Linked DNA regions of Mus musculus: all the other regions are linked to region 3. Evidence: chromatin contacts called from public Hi-C and HiChIP or PLAC-seq data. All regions are on one chromosome and are shown on one strand. The core of a region is the stretch at or near the end of the contact, and the rest is flanking DNA. Distances in the headings are between cores, read along the strand shown. Region 1 holds the start of Prr5 (proline rich 5 (renal)). Region 2 overlaps Arhgap8 (Rho GTPase activating protein 8). Region 3 holds the start of Arhgap8 (Rho GTPase activating protein 8).

What was found. Hi-C and Micro-C count contacts between places; a contact is called where the count stands out from the background. HiChIP or PLAC-seq counts read pairs in DNA pulled down with a chosen protein or histone mark.
Region 1: a Hi-C map of pancreatic cancer cells shows a contact between it and region 3, with 3 times the contacts expected there. The contact joins the promoter of Prr5 here to the promoter of Arhgap8 in region 3. A contact is called at or near these places in 4 of 39 promoter capture datasets (embryonic stem cells, liver, macrophages and 1 more), 6 of 15 datasets of contacts at CTCF or cohesin (CD8 T cells, the NIH/3T3 cell line, embryonic stem cells and 2 more), 91 of 484 Hi-C or Micro-C datasets (3T3-L1-derived adipocytes, the 63-12 cell line, the AML12 cell line and 53 more), 17 of 115 datasets of contacts at active chromatin or transcription factors (the 230-238 cell line, CD8 T cells, the HPC-7 cell line and 12 more) and 3 of 9 other capture datasets (adipose tissue, liver and pancreatic islet).
Region 2: a contact with region 3 is called in an HNF4G HiChIP or PLAC-seq map of pancreatic cancer cells. The contact joins the enhancer-like site here to the promoter of Arhgap8 in region 3. A contact is called at or near these places in 1 of 39 promoter capture datasets (embryonic stem cells), 1 of 15 datasets of contacts at CTCF or cohesin (embryonic stem cells), 4 of 115 datasets of contacts at active chromatin or transcription factors (embryonic stem cells, extraembryonic endoderm stem cells and pancreatic cancer cells) and 3 of 9 other capture datasets (adipose tissue, liver and pancreatic islet).

Annotation. Positions count from the first base shown.
Region 1 is chr15:84,679,423-84,682,386 of GRCm38.p6, reverse strand. It overlaps Prr5 (proline rich 5 (renal)), which reads right to left and starts at 1,389. Exons shown (of 8, transcript NM_146061.4): 1 at 1,068-1,389. The coding sequence starts at 1,204.
Region 2 is chr15:84,768,540-84,771,392 of GRCm38.p6, reverse strand. Arhgap8 (Rho GTPase activating protein 8) reads right to left here. Exons shown (of 12, transcript NM_001164628.1): 11 at 1,293-1,396. Among named protein-coding and RNA genes, the nearest start is that of Gm52202, 21 kb to the left of the region's middle. Within about 2 kb of position 1,547, at least 25 of the 459 cell types and tissues checked have an H3K27ac peak or open chromatin away from gene starts, as enhancers often do. A contact at or near this core is called in pancreatic cancer cells and pancreatic islet, where this site is marked.
Region 3 is chr15:84,718,628-84,721,362 of GRCm38.p6, reverse strand. It overlaps Arhgap8 (Rho GTPase activating protein 8), which reads right to left and starts at 1,311. Exons shown (of 12, transcript NM_001164628.1): 1 at 1,256-1,311. Gm20556 (predicted gene, 20556) reads left to right here and starts at 1,097. Exons shown (of 3, transcript NR_040347.1): 1 at 1,097-1,372; 2 at 2,217-2,666.

The DNA of each region.
Region 1 (2,964 bases), core at 140-2,639, 39 kb after region 3:
CACAGCCTGATTACACATCTTCACATTTACTCCAACAACAGTCACTCACCCATATTATTAATAAAGAAACTGAGGACCAGAAGTGGAAAACCAACTGCCTAGGGCCACACAACAGAGGAGTGGAGTTGAAATCTGAGCCAAAAGTCAGCATGGCTCCACTAAACCCTGGCCAGAGACAAGGAAGGGGACGAAGAGAGTGGTTGAGCAGTTCTGGGGAAAAGGAGTCTTCCTTCTCTCACAGTTCTGCTCCCAGCCCAATGAGGAGACCGGTGTAGGCCCAGCAGAGAGGGAAACTAAGGTAGGTAGTCTCAGCTCTCAGGCAGGCTGCAGCTTAGTGGAGGAACTTAGGGTCCCTGCTGGCAGCCGGGTGCCCCCCCCCCCCGATTGCTCTCAGACTAGATGAACAGAAGACATGTGTCCAAGTGACAGCCGTGTCCCTAGTGGCAGACCACAGAGGGTGAAGAACCTGGCAGGATTTCTCTGCCAGGTGGAGGGGTGGAGTGGAGAGCCAGCATCCACAAACCTCCCTCAATCCGTGTTTTACTTTGGATGGAAATACTTTTTTTTTTTTTTAATTTTTCCTTAAGGGCCAAGAGGAGACCCACCGGGGAACTATGGCTAAAAGAACTATCTGTGACTGGTTGAGAACACAGCTGGGGGAGGGGCTTCCCACGCCCGGCTGGTCCTGGATGGGCCTCCGGAAGGGTCCGGTAAGGAATGTCTGGCAGCTGGCGCACCCCCGCGGACAGCTGGGAGGCCCGGGGTCCAACTCAGGGAAAGCCACCGCCCACCCCGCGCCGAGGGCCCGACACGCATACAGGAAGTGCAGCGGCGCCCCGCCGGGGGCCCGCGAGGTTCAAGTGCGCCCCTGCGAAGTGGGGGCTCAGAGGCCTCCTGCTCCCCGGCCGCCCACCCACCCACCCACCCCCGGGGAGCGATCGTGGGCTCTAGCCGCTGACACGTTGCACTCACTTCCCTCCCCGCGCACGGCCCGGCGGCGGGGCGAGCTGCGCGCAAAGTGGCGCGGTGCGGTCTCCGGCCACGCCGCTCCGGGCTGCGCGCCTTACCTGTTCCAGGTGGCGTTGGCGCAGGCCCGGCGCTGCTGCGTGCCCCGCTCGTCCGTACCCGCCGCGCCCGGCTCCCTCTTGCCCAGGTCACTGAGGCTGGGCGAACTCATGAACTTCAACCTGCGGAGAGTCCTCATGCTCACCCCGGCCCACACGCGCCCCCGCGTCCCCTACGACGATAGTCGGCGGCTAGCAGCAAGCCCGGCGACCCCGTGGGGTCCCGCCCGGGTCCTGCGCCCCCGCCCGGGGCAGCACTCCCAGCGCGGGGCCCTGTGAACCATGGCTCGCGGCGGCTCAGCGTGGAGCGCTCGGAGCGCAAAAGCAGGCCGGGGGCGGGGCCTCCAGCCTGGGCGGGGCCATAGTGGGCGTGGTCTCCTGTTGGGAGGGCGGGGCCGGCGTCTTGGAGCCCTCTGCGGCCAAAGGGCCAGCTCAAGGGGCTGGCTCCTTTGCTCTCAGCCACCTCCCTTCTTCCCTTCGGAAGCCACCACACAGGAGCCACAGAGCAGTTCAATCCCAACTGTCCACCCGGCACCCAACCAACCCTGTGGTCACACACACACCATGCACAGGGACTCATAGGCTCCCATTAACGTCTCTTGAACTCACTCCCTCTCCAGACACCCATCCCAGGAGGAAAGGCTGTGCCCACAGAGATCTATCCAGACCCCTTCACGTGGACACAGGCTCCGCCCACTGCGGATCAAAGCTTTCTGCCGGGTGCCTCAGCCATCAGCCCCACCCCACCTGAGTTTAGCATGACCAGGCTGTCCTAGAGCCTTTTCTCGGGGGAGGGGCCAGGGACTAGGGTCCTCTCAGGCCGGTACCTTGGATGATTGACTGGCCAGAGGGGTTGTTGCACCGAGAGTTGAAGGAATGGAGGACAGTGGCACCCCCTGAATCCCAGATCCCCTTGTATGGTAGAAGTCAGAGTGTCTCCTCAATCCTGGTGACTTAGGCACAAGGCAAAATGATCCTAGGACAGGACAGCCCTGGGGCATTGAGGCAAATTTGAATTCTACCTGCTGGGAATGTTGTGGGGGCACCCAGGGCAAAATAATCTCTCCCGGGTTCTGCCACCAGAACATGGCAGGCTGGACCAAGGCTCACGAACACACAGTGCCCCTGACACCCCAGCTCCTGACACACAGCCTCCTTCAAGCAAGATCTGGGAGTCCCACTCGTTTTGCCTGCCACTTCCAAGCACAGCCCCAGGTGACTTGCAGGAGAGTAGAGTCATGGTTCAACTCCCACCATCAGCATTTCCTAACCAGCCACTGTGTACTGGACACCCCCACATGCCTGTCTTAGGAGGCAAGGATCAAACAGACAACTCCTTGTTCGCAAGAACTCTCACAGAGCCGAAGGCCACTCAACCTATTGTGAAATGGCAGCCAGGGCAGGGAAGGGCTGGGCTGCTCCTACCTCCTTCATTCAGTCAATGGCCCCAGTGAGGACCTGACTTGGGGGTCAACAGCAGATGAATTTTCCAGTCTCCAAACAACAGGCACCAGCTTTCTGAACCAAGTCAAGGAACCCAGGTCTGGGAGGATGCGGCATTCAGGTGGGGGTGTAGAAACTGCTCACTCAGGTGTACAGTGGTGGTCAGCATGGCTGGGGGGAGGGGAGGGGAGGGGAGCGGAGGGGAGGGGAGGGCTGTCATTGCTCCATAGCACTAGCCTTGTGGCTAGTCCTATGTCCCGGGTGGGTGCTCTCCATCCCTGGAGCAGCTGTAAGCTTTGGGTGAGTCACTTCTCAAAGGCTTCAGTTTCCTGTGTTTTGGAAAGTGAAGGCCACACATCCATGGTCTCTCTCTATCCTTCCAGACCCTGGGGTTTTACATCCTGTATCAAGTATGTCCAGTCTCTGCCTACAAACTCTATGTGCGTCAGGATAGGTA
Region 2 (2,853 bases), core at 298-2,797, 50 kb before region 3:
CCTCCATGTCTACGTTCTGTAGCATATGCACACACGCATAAACGTTTATGCGTGTGTGCACATGCTACAGAACGTAAATAATAAACAGACAAGTAAATAAAAGAATTCTTGAATAGAGACCTCAGCCAGTATCAAAATCCTATGTGGCCATGTCTCCACTTGGGGGTCTCGGCTTCTCAGTTTTCCCATCTGTAAAAGGTTCTGGCCTTGATACTGTGGGGACCCTCTGATTCCACCATCTAGGATATCCTGGGTACCCCATCAGCATCTCTTCCACTTTGGCAGACTGGGTTGAGGTGGGGGACCCAGCACTGAAGATCTAAACCAGACACCCTCTGGCTTCTGTGATATGGCTGGGGAAGTGAGCTCAGGCTCCCGGGTCCAGTAGTGCGAGAAAAGTGCCTTCTGTGCTGGGGGCTTCCATCCTCCGGGCCATCACAGCCACCTGCATAAGTAGGATTCAGTACTCCCCACTTTCTAGATAAGGAAACTGGGCCCTGAGGTTAAAGAAGACCTGCTGCTGAGTCCTTGTATAGGGCAAGCCCAGCTCACAGCAGCGTCTGAGGAGGAGCTTAAGAACCGCTTCTCCAGTAAGCCAGCCCGAGCACATCCTTGCTTGCGTGAAAACTAACAGTGAGAGACAGAACTGCTTATGAATGTGGGGGTACAGTAGAGGGCAGTGGGGGAGGTGGCTCAGGAGCTAAAGCACGTGTCACAGAACCTGAGTTCAATTCCCGGCCCCCACAAAAAAAATGAGTGTGGTGGTACATGCCTATAATTGGAGCACTGGGGTACGGGAGCATAAAGACAGGCAGATCCCAGGAGCTCACTGCTCACTGGCCAGCTGATAATGGCTGACTGAATAAATGAGCTCTGGGTCTTTAAGAGTCTTTGTCACTAAAAACCAAGAGGGAGTGAGGATGACTCTGACATTGACCTTTGACCCCCACAGGGACAATCACACACGTTCATCCACGCACACACGCATGAACATATATACTCATACACACCACACATAGAAAGCCAAGAATGTGACATCATACGACAGACTGTCTCCTCTGGCCTTCCTCTTTCCCATCCCTGGGCATCGCATCAGACTGCCAGGCTTCTCAGAGGCGCCAGGCTGGCCCTTGAGGGGAAGTCCTTTGGAGGTTAAAGAGAGTAGACTTGGCTATAACTTTGGACCTGAGGCAAGCAGGACCCGTCTGTGCAGGGACTGCTGTCAAGAGCCCCCCCAGATCCAGTCTTAGGGCTGGTCTTCCTTCTCCTGGGAGACAGCTAGTCACACTTACTTCATGCAGGAAGCCCATGAGGTAGCGGAGTACGGCATAGTTGTGTTCTGGGAGGCTCCGCAGGATCAGGCGGCAGTGGGTCACTCGAAGGCTGCTCTCCACACCTGCAATGGCATGACACTGCTGGCCAGGGAAGCACAGTCCCCAGGACAGCCTGGCCATGTGGCTCTGCTCAGCACCTTATTACTTCTGCCAGGCTCCTTCCTCCTCTGCATGATGGCTACAGAAACTGCAGCCTGCTGGGAAGCAGGGCAGTGAGTCACTCAGCAAACAGCAAACGGCTAGTCCAGGGCCAGTAATCTACACACAGACAGCTGTCCACATCTGGCCCGGCAAGTTTCTCTCTTAATAACGGTCTTGTTTGCTCTTTTCTCTCCACCCACCACCACCCCCCAAGTGCTGGTTTTAGAAGGGTGCACCACCATGCCAGCTCTCAGTCAGTAATATTTTACTTGAACACAACCATGTTGTGTTGACACATTGCCTAGGGCTGCTTGTGGGTTACAAGGATGGAGCAGCAGCTGATATGGAGACTTTGTGGTTGGGGAAGGCTCAGCATTTACCCTCTGGCCTCCTTGGAGACAAATGCACCTACCTGTGATTCTCCATGTACATAGACCACTGTGTGGTTCCTGGAAAAAATCTCACTTTCGGTGTGGGCGTGGGATGTAACTGTTTCATGCATAGACCCTCAGTCCCTTTGGTTGCCCTCCATTTGAGCTTTGAGACAGGTTCTCATGTGACCCAGACTGGCCCCAGACTTACTATGTAGCTGAGGATACCCTTGAACTCCTAAGCCTCCTGCCTCCACTTCCCAAGTGATGGGATTCAGTTGGATGCCTCTGTGCTGGGTTTATGCAGTGCTGGGCATGGCAAACACCCTACCAGCTTGTCTACATCCTCAGATCCTCCATTTGAGCTACAGCCTCGGAGGAAAGACTAAACTAAAACCAAGTGCGGCTGCAGAAGCCTGCAATCTCAGCACTTGGAGGCTGAGGCAGAAGGATTAGGAGTTCAAGCTCAGCCTGGACTACCTAGTGAGACCATTTCTGAGATCAATTTTTAAAAAGAAACAGAGCAAGTCACTCAGTGGTTCCAGCTGAAGCACTCAAAATCACCCGAGAGCCAGGTGGTGACACAGGCCTTTAATCCCAGCACTTGGGAGGCAGAGCAAGGCAGATGGATCACTAAATTTAAGGTCAGTCTGGTTTACAGAGTGAGTTCCAGGACAGCTAGGGCTACACAGAGAAACCCTGTCTCAAAAAAAAATTCAAGAAAAACACCCCCACACAAGCATTTACACAGCTCCCTGAGATGTGGGTGCAGCATGCATGTGATCCTGTTCCCCAGTCCCCAGCCTCTGACTCATCATCACTGTCCTCCCACTAAGCCTGTGCAGTGACCAGGAGACCCTGGGGCTGTATGCATGCTGCTGGCAGGACACAGGATTCCTCGTCTATGAAAAGCTTGAGGTCAGCATCCAAACGCTGACACCATTGCATACACTAGCAAGATTTTATCGAAAGGACCCAGATGTAGCTGTCTCTTGTGAGACTATGCC
Region 3 (2,735 bases), core at 62-2,561:
CCTGGGATTACAGCCTCAGGCCACCACACACCTGGTTTATGTGTCTCAGGGAAACAAACCCAGGGCTTTGTGTATTCTAGGCAGAGGTTCTACTAATTTAGTTACATCCTGCTGTTCTCTTTAACTGAGGCCACCTCTATGCCCCTCATTGACAGGAAACCCCCAACCTTACACAGTTCTCCAAAGTTGCACTTTACTGTTAGCGGATTCAAGTACATACCCGGGGCTCACCCATTTAGACTTCTTCTGGACCACCCAGCAACCTAGGGCCACACCCACCTGCTTAACTCCCACCCCATCTTCCAGCTCTACTGCAGCGTCCTCCACAAAAGTCCCCACACCCCCTGGCTTCGACCACGGAGAGCTTATTCTGGGCTCCCGAGAGCTGAGAACAGACAAGAGGCTGACCTGACCTCTGGGAACAGCTGGACTCAGACTTCCAGTTACCTGCCCCCTCCTCCATCCCGGTTCTGACTCGGGGAAGGGTTTGGCGGGGCATTCTACAAGGAACTCATAAACATATCTTGAAACAACAGAGGCCAATGAAGATTGCTTACTTTCCGAGGCGTACTGAGTTCTCACTTCGACCAAGTTCGCCCTGACTGGCTGACAGCGCGCGCACTAGAATCTAGTCCCAGAGCAGAACCTGGGACCGCCAGGCCCTTTCCCCACACCAGCCAAAAGAACTAAGGAATGCCACCCCTCCCCCCAGTGGCCTCCGCAGTTCCCCTAGCAGGGCCTCGGCAGCTAGCTACACTGACTGCACCTCCCTCTTAAGAATTCTCGAATTCTCGGGAGGCCTTTGCCAGGTTTGGGAAAGTGAAAGAAGCCCGCAGCAGTCTGCCTTACCTAAGTGGGGACTTCCCAGGCCCGCGGCCTATAAATCTTGGGAGTTGCACCCAGTGTGACAACGTGACCAGACAGACCCCAGTCTCGGGCCCCAAGTGCGAGTTCAGCATCCGCCCTGGCCTCAGTGTTGCCACCTGTTAGGCGGGAAAGATGCCACCATGATGCGCTCAGGTTTGGTGCGGGAGCCGAGGGGCTACTGCCATGTGCTGACCCCGGGGGCCCAAAGGGGACCGAACCTGGGTCGGAAGAAAAGCAGGGGGCACAGAAAGCGGGGACAAGGTGGGGAGTAGAGGGACACCCAGGAGAAGTTGGGACGGGAAGAGGCCAGGACCAGGGATAGGAGCCGCGCCTTCCCACCCGAGCAGGTCCCCAAGGGGGGGACTCACCGGACCACCGAGCACCTCACCTGGTCTCTGCAACGCCAGCCACACACCTGGCCCGTCCCCGGACAGGCCCCTCCCCAACAGGCCCCGCCCAATGTCAGAGCGCACAGCCGGGAGTCCCCAGGGTGGGCGGGACCAGGGTAGGTGGTTCTAACTCTAGGCGGGAGGGAGCTACGGGACGCTGGCCCTCAGCAGCTGCTAGCCCTCACTTTTACCCGCATTTGAGATGCGCCTGGTGAGAGGGGAAACAGGAGATCTGTGCTGAGTTGGAAAACACAGCCCGCGTCTCCAAGCGTCCGACCTGCTCTCCCAGGCCTGACCTCGGTGCGGGTACGGGGCTCTCTGTCTGCTGCCTCTGCCCTTGGGGTGTCGGGGTGTCGCTGTCCCTTCCCTTCTGAGTCTCCAGCCCTTCGTAGCTATGGTTCAAAACCACTCCCACAACCCTATGACTTGCCTCTAAGCACAAAGAGGCCTTGGTGACCTAGGGAGAACAGACCAGAGGTGGGGGCACGTAGGTGGTTTTACCAAAGCGTGGACTTCTGCCTCCAAGCTTCCGGACTTCACGCAGAGCCTGCACCTCTTTCCGGCTACACCTCATCTCCTGCCTCTACCTGTTGTCCACCAACCTAACGGCCTTGAATGATCTCAGCTCTCACCCTAACCCCAAGCTCAGGCTCCTAGCTGTGTTGGATACCCAGCCTATGCAGGGACATACTACGGCCTCCCAACTCCTCCTCATCTCATTCTTCCAATGGTGCGGTCCAAACTCGAGTCCTCCTCATATTCTATGTGTGGTCCACTCTCAAGCCCCAAGAGCACCTACAAAGTATGTCACTGTACCACATGCTGACCCCAGGGGACCAAAGGGGACTGAACCCAGGTTGGAAGGAAGGCAGGGGCACAGAAAGCAGGGACAAGGTAGGGGGTGGGTGAAGTTGGTGATCTCCTAGCCTCTTCCTCACTGGTCCATCTGTCTCCACACAGGCTCAGAGGCCCCTTTCTGAAGATTCTCACACAGAACTCCACTCGAAGTGTTCCCAGTAGATGAGGCAGCTCCACAAGCCAGCTGAAGGGATCATGGCCCTAGGGAACATTTGTGGAGCAGCTAAGAGAGCAGCTGAGACATCACTCACCTCTAGAGGGTGTTGTGACTTCAGGGGACAATCAACAGAAACCACCATCTCCAGTTTCTGGAAATAACTGGGTCTCAGCCAACCAGCACAGGCCCCACGGAGGGCAGGCTCCTCCAGTGGATCTGATGGACCTTACTGGATGGGGAGAAAGAGAAAACATGGCTTGCTGCATCTACCATCTCTACCCTCGTGGGGGAAGCTTGGCTCACTGTGGATGCTTAGTGAAAGTCGAAACCATGCCCACTGACCTTTGCTGAACACACAGCTGAAGCCCTGTGACAGAAGACAGCTTAACAAGCAGGTAGCATGCGTGATTTCTTCCTGTAAGAGTTTAATGTTTTTCTATTTATTTTTATTTCATGGTTATGGG